Regions from separate parts of the Oryzias latipes genome. Here region 2 is linked to region 1. The links are chromatin contacts, called in public Hi-C maps. All regions are on one chromosome and are shown on one strand. Each heading gives the region's core, a stretch centred on a gene start, on an enhancer-like site or on the middle of the called end of the contact. The rest is flanking DNA. Distances are from core to core; before and after follow the strand shown. Region 1 holds the start of amt (aminomethyltransferase, mitochondrial). Region 2 holds the start of LOC101164888 (serine hydroxymethyltransferase, mitochondrial).

Region 1 (3,018 bases), core at 375-2,874:
TTAAATTTTCTTCCGTTTAATCTACTCGGGTCGCGGTGGGCGGGGCTAATCTCCGCAATTTAAAGCCTTCTGTTCTTATCGATGATTGAAATTATTATTTGACAGCACACTACAGAAGTTATTTGTTGAAAAAACGTTTCTAATTACTTTTATTCTTTAAAAAAACAATTGATTTAGCCTGTTAAATGGTTTGTTCTTTCTTTTCAATGTATAATAGTGAATTTCATTGTATAATAATTGTAAAAAAAAATAAAGGTTTCTACTTCACGGGTTTTGCTTATCACGGGTTCTATTTGGAACGTAACCCCCGCGAAAAACAAGGGATCACTGTACACGCTTTAAAGAGAAAGAAAAGAGCACAAAAAACAAGTAGCATATATACACAAAACATAAGTTTGTTATACATAAAGACGGTTATCTAATGTTCATCAGTCTGACGGCGGGGGTGGGGGGGTGGGGGGTGGTGAGAGTTTATGGTCTGTAGGGTCTGATGCTAAAAGAACCATTTAGTCTAGTTTTTTACTGACCAAAACCCAATAAAAGTCACACCTCAACAATTAGAAAGATACACTTAATGTTTTTGTGAACATTAGGACATTCTTTTATGAAATGCAGCTTTTAAAAAAAACTTACGATAATTGTTGTAACAATTATCAATGTTTTCAATGTTAACAATGTTTTATTTTTCTATATTTAACTATTTTAACTTCTTTCAATTTTGACACCAGCATGCATGTTCCTTTCAAAATAAAAGACATTATGTCTTAAATAGGATAAATTAATAAAATATTTATTTTCTTTTTGGTTTACCTTCGTCTTTTTTTCTTTTTTCTCTTTTTATTATCGAATAGAAAGATGATCTCTCTCTCTATCTATCTATCTCTATCTCTATCTCTATCTCTATATATCTATATATCTATATATATATATATATATATATACACACACACATTTCTTTTGGTACTTGTTTCAGTTTAAGGATCCCACAATAACACATGTTTGTTGTGATTCTTGTGTGTTGCGTTTTGTTTTAGAATTTATGTTAGTGAGGGATATTTAAATGGAGAAATGAGTAATAGCAGGACAGCTTCCCCAGAACAGAACATTTAAGTTTGGATCATTAATCTTGCATATTCCTTCTTTAAAGAAGAACCAGACTCCCCACGTCTTTTAGAGATATCTGATCAAAATACCAGACACAGTTTTGGAATTTTGAAATTTTTGTAAGTCTCTTTCTTAAAAAGAACTGAAATGAACTACAATTGAGTAAAACCTTGTTTAAAAATACACAGATACACAGCTGGGATTTCATCACTTTTAAACATGAAGAAAATAAATATCAGTGAATATGATGATGATTATTATTATTTATTTAACTTTTAATTTAAACAAATCTTCTTGCATAGTCTGTAAATGAGCGCCTCTTTTGCACTTGGATTTATTAAAAAATCAAATATGGACTTCACATAACTGTTCATGCAAACTTCAGAAAATGAACTGCATTTCCCACAAGTCCTTTCAACTATCCCCCTCCCTCTTTTTTTTAAAATCACGCCTCACTTGTTTTGTGTTTTTGCCGGGAAGCTGAGGAATTCCAGTATGACGTCACTCCACAGAGTTGAGAAAGCAGCGGAAGTCCCTCCCCGTTTGGGATCCGTGAAGCCCGTGAGTTCGTGAGGAGCCGCGCAGCTACTCCTCAGGCACGATGTGGGCTCGGCTGGGGGTCGCAGTTGGGGGTTCGATGCCGCGGGCGTCCAGGAGCGGCTGGCTGCACGCGTCCGGAGCTGGATGCGCGGGGAAGAGGCAGCAGAGACAGGCCTCCAGTGCAGAGGTAAGAGGAGTCTTTGCACCGGGATCTGCACACTTTTTACAGCACTTCTGGAGTCTGTGACGTCAGTTGAAAAGCCCCCTTAAAGTGGAATAAATTGCATGTCAAGTTCAGATATATATTCAGTTTTTTAAATCCACTTTTTAATTCCAGTTCATCTTTTGCAGTGGATGTTTTTTGCATTTGACTTCAGATTTAGTAGGTCACATAACTGCCTGAAAATAAGCCCAACTAGGTTAGTTAAACGTTAGTTGAAGATTGAACTGAATCAGATGAGCTTCAGGCTGCAGGAGGCCTTGCTTCACCCAAAGTGTCTTCCCACAACAAGGTCAGAGTTTGCTTGACCTTTGTTTTTCCATCTCTTCGACTGATCATAGGGACTGTGAGGCTTCAGCCTTGATAAATCAGTCTTTCTGTGCGTCAGCGGACCCAGGAAAGTGTGTGGAAGCCGTGAGTTCATGCACATATAATGTGCATGGGTCCCAGAAGACCCTCCTCCCTCTGGCTGCTCCACTTCACTGAGCTGCAAAAACTGTTAAACCAGGAGTGACGGACTCTTCACCGTTATCGGCTCCAGTTGTTTGTGCTCAATAATTCCTCTTCCTCGGCAGGTTCAAAGGTCACCACTGCAGGCAGGAACTGTGATTACATGTTACAGACTTCTATGGATCTGAATTAACCAGAAACCCCTCTTTAGATTAGTTTATTTTGCAATGGCCGAAGAAAGCAAACAAGAATGACGTTTAAAAAGCTGTGTGGGCTGTGTTGCCTTCAGGAGCTCCTCTGCTGACATTTTTAAACACGTTCTTCTATTTTTTAAATGATGGAAGAAGTATATAAAGAAAATTAAGATTAAAACTGCATTTCTGCGTATCTCTTCATTCAAATCAAATCAGGAGCAGTTTAAAAAAAAAGCTGTTTGGAAAAATTGTAGTTGTTAAGTAGAAAATATTCTGGGCGGCCATAAGCTCCCTGCTTGATGCATCCACTTGCAGACAACTGGATCCATGTCTGTCTCCGTTTCCTCGTCCGAGCTGGCATCTGTTTTAAACTGTACTGCTGGATATGTCCGATGTTGTTCACTCTATTTGGTGTGAGAGGGTGTAAGCTAGTAGGAGAGCTTGTAAACAGAGAGCTCTCAGTTATGGGAAATAGGAAGGGGGGCTGGGATGCTCCATGCTAACATGGAG
Region 2 (3,018 bases), core at 190-2,689, 650 kb after region 1:
TTGTTATCCTCAAAAGACACAATTTTCTTCCTAAAATATTAGTAAATTAAATAGTCCTCACTTTTTCAACTTGAGAAAATTATTGTCTTTTTCAACAAAAGTCTATGCAAATCGTTGCAAATTTGTTCATGTGTTTTCTTCCATTTGTGTATGATTTTTGGTATTTAATTTAGTCCTCCTTGAGAGGAAGAGTCAAACATTTGTTAACCGCTCATGCAGAATTGCGGAAACAGACTGATCAATCAAACTGTTGTAGATATCGGGACTTAATCATTTCCTGATCTTGTCAACCACTGCACAAGTTCTTGTTTGCATACTTAGCCACCCTATAGCTAAGAGGTTTTATTACAAACAATATAAAAGAAGCATTATCTTTCTGCTGTATGTCAACTAAACCGTTTTGCAGTCATTTGCAGACATTTAGAAATGTCTTTAAAGTAATACTTAATGTTAATTGGGGAAGAGATTCACTGCAGATTTAGCGTTGTTATTTTGTGATTAAAGAACAGATGCATTTCGATTTCATTTCATTTGTCATTAAATTATATTTAAGTCTAACTGTAGTGGCAGTGTGATAAATGTTCAGGTTTTTTTTTCCCATTTTCATGGCATAAAATGATGTAAAAAAGACATCTACACAAAATAATAAGGCTGCTATACTGTGATAATTGTTTTTTTTTTCCATTAGCCCCTAACCTCACCATCCCTGTGCATCAATCCTGCGCTTCTCTTACTGCTGGAGGAGCTGCAGATGATATTGTTGCAATCTTTAAACCTTGAACTACTGCTGTTCTCACCTTCCCTAATTGGAGCTCACAATGTGACAGTCGTGTCACTGGTGTGTCAAGATGCCAGCGCGGTGAATGCGACTGAGCGGAGGAGTGGATGCAACAAATGTGAGAAAGCACTTGCAGAGACAAATAAAGAAAAAAAATCAATTTAAAAAAAATATAACAGAAATTAAAATGCAATAAGAAATGCAACGCTTTGGTAGCGTAGCAGCTTGATGTAACACCTCGGTAATTATGTAAAATCCATTTCAGTTGAGTTATTTACTATCTTTTAAACTGGCATTGTTTGGCAAATTTGGGAACAATTAAACATGTAATGACAGTTAAAGAAGCAGCGATTGTACCAAAGACTGTTTATATATATATTGTTTGTTATAAATTGATTTAGTGTACAGTATACAGATTGCACTTGTGAGCAGAATACTGAAGTTCCTGCTGTTATCACTTCAGTACAGCTCATAATGATGCTGTAAATAAAGAGCACAAACTCAGGAGGAGACCAGACTCACCGCAAAGGGAAGAAGCCACAGACAGGTGATAAGAAAGTTCTGACAAAGAAATCTCATTTTCGAACGCCGTTTCTCCATCTAGAGCCAGTTTTCCCCCAGAAGACTTGACTTTGTTAAACCTGACTCTCACTGCTCTGCAGAAGGAGCTTCACAAATCTTCAAGACTTGAAGTGAATCCCCAGCTCATCTCTCCCCTTCCCTCCCACTGAGTCTCCCTTCTGCAGCTTCTTTCTTGTTTCCTTTCTCTCCTCTTCACATGCACATGAATGCATGCATGTGCAAACATAGGCACACATACATTGTATAAGGAAAAATAAAAAGAAACATTACCTCGGCACAACTTCAGTTAAACAGTGAATGCCCAGACAACAGCTTAAATTTGTTTTAGACTAATTGTAACCAGAAACAGCAAAGCACTGTGAAGGTAATTCACACGCAGAGAGGTGAAGCTTTTACTTCCCTCTGTGCTCATTTTTACCAGCTGGCCGGCCCCATTATGACTCATCTACCTGGGCAAAAGCTCTTTGAGACAGGCACAGTTTGACAGCCATCCCTGCTGTCCCTGCAGACTTTAGCCACAGGGATGCTGACAAAATGACAAGGGCTCTCTGCAGGAACTGAAATTACTGATAACTGGAGACTGGGCTTTTTAGGGAATTTTTTTAACCTACAAATTACCATAAGTAGTACCAGGACCCAGTTAAACAAAGAATCACACGATTCAGAGACAATGTTAAACTTAGATGTCACACCAACTAACATATTTCAAGTGTCCGCATTCTTTTTATTCTTTCAGCACTTTACTTTACTCTAAATTTATGTGGCTTTTCCAACAAAACATCTTTGACAAAAATTCTTACTCCGAACATTCCAGAGGACATTTAAGGACGGTGAACCTGACTTCAGAAAAATTACCTTTTGTTGTTGGAAAGTTGAAGACAGCTGTTGGGCTGGTATTTGACTGATTAAGAATAAAATTAAAGACAAATATATATTTTAATTTATTTTAAATCCTTAGTGACACGATCTGGGTGACAATCGCTGTTGCAAAGTCACTGTAAAAGTCAAACATTTAATTAAAATCATTTTGACTCTTGTTTTATTGCAGGTACTTTTTGAACGATCTAACTATTTCTTAATCTTCTATGCATGTTCACTTTAGGCAAACAGATGTATTGGTGTTAAAGTTGTTTATTTTATTTTATTTTTTTATTCTGTTGCTCATAAGATCCTTACTTTACTAAATGAATTCATTCCAACACATCTTCACTGCTGATTGTGGATTATTGTATAACATAAATAGGGTTCAAATGCATTTAAGATATTTGCTTATAGGAAAATTTAACCTTTAAAACCATTAATAAAAACATTTTAAACCATAAATTACAAAAGATTTACACAAAAATAACTGTAAAAACTCAACATGACCTTACAAAGAATTAAAATGGTGATTAAATAATTCTTCGTGTGAAGTTAACTGATTTTCTGTTTGCTTTTATGTAAGATGGAAGCCATTCATCAACTTGTCCTGCTATGTTTTCTTTAAGAACCTGCTTTATTTTGTCTATAGGGTTCAGTAGTGCAGCACATTCTCCACAGTGTAAAAATACATAATTTAGATATTTTTTTAAATAATTCGTAAATTTAGTTTTCCTAAATTTTGCTAGGTCTATGTTTTAGTGGAAATTGAGATCATGGCTTGGACTTTGAGAACCTTT

What was found. A called contact is a pair of places that touch in the nucleus more often than the background predicts.
Region 2: a contact with region 1 is called in a Hi-C map of gastrula embryo, with 2.9 times the contacts expected there. The contact joins the promoter of LOC101164888 here to the promoter of amt in region 1. A contact is called at or near these places in 3 of 5 Hi-C or Micro-C datasets (embryo and gastrula embryo).

The regions. Positions count from the first base shown.
Region 1 is chr7:6,893,934-6,896,951 of ASM223467v1, forward strand. It overlaps amt (aminomethyltransferase, mitochondrial), which reads left to right and starts at 1,625. Exons shown (of 9, transcript XM_023956438.1): 1 at 1,625-1,831. The coding sequence starts at 1,706.
Region 2 is chr7:7,542,996-7,546,013 of ASM223467v1, forward strand. LOC101164888 (serine hydroxymethyltransferase, mitochondrial) reads right to left here and starts at 1,440. Exons shown (of 13, transcript XM_004070347.4): 1 at 1,301-1,440.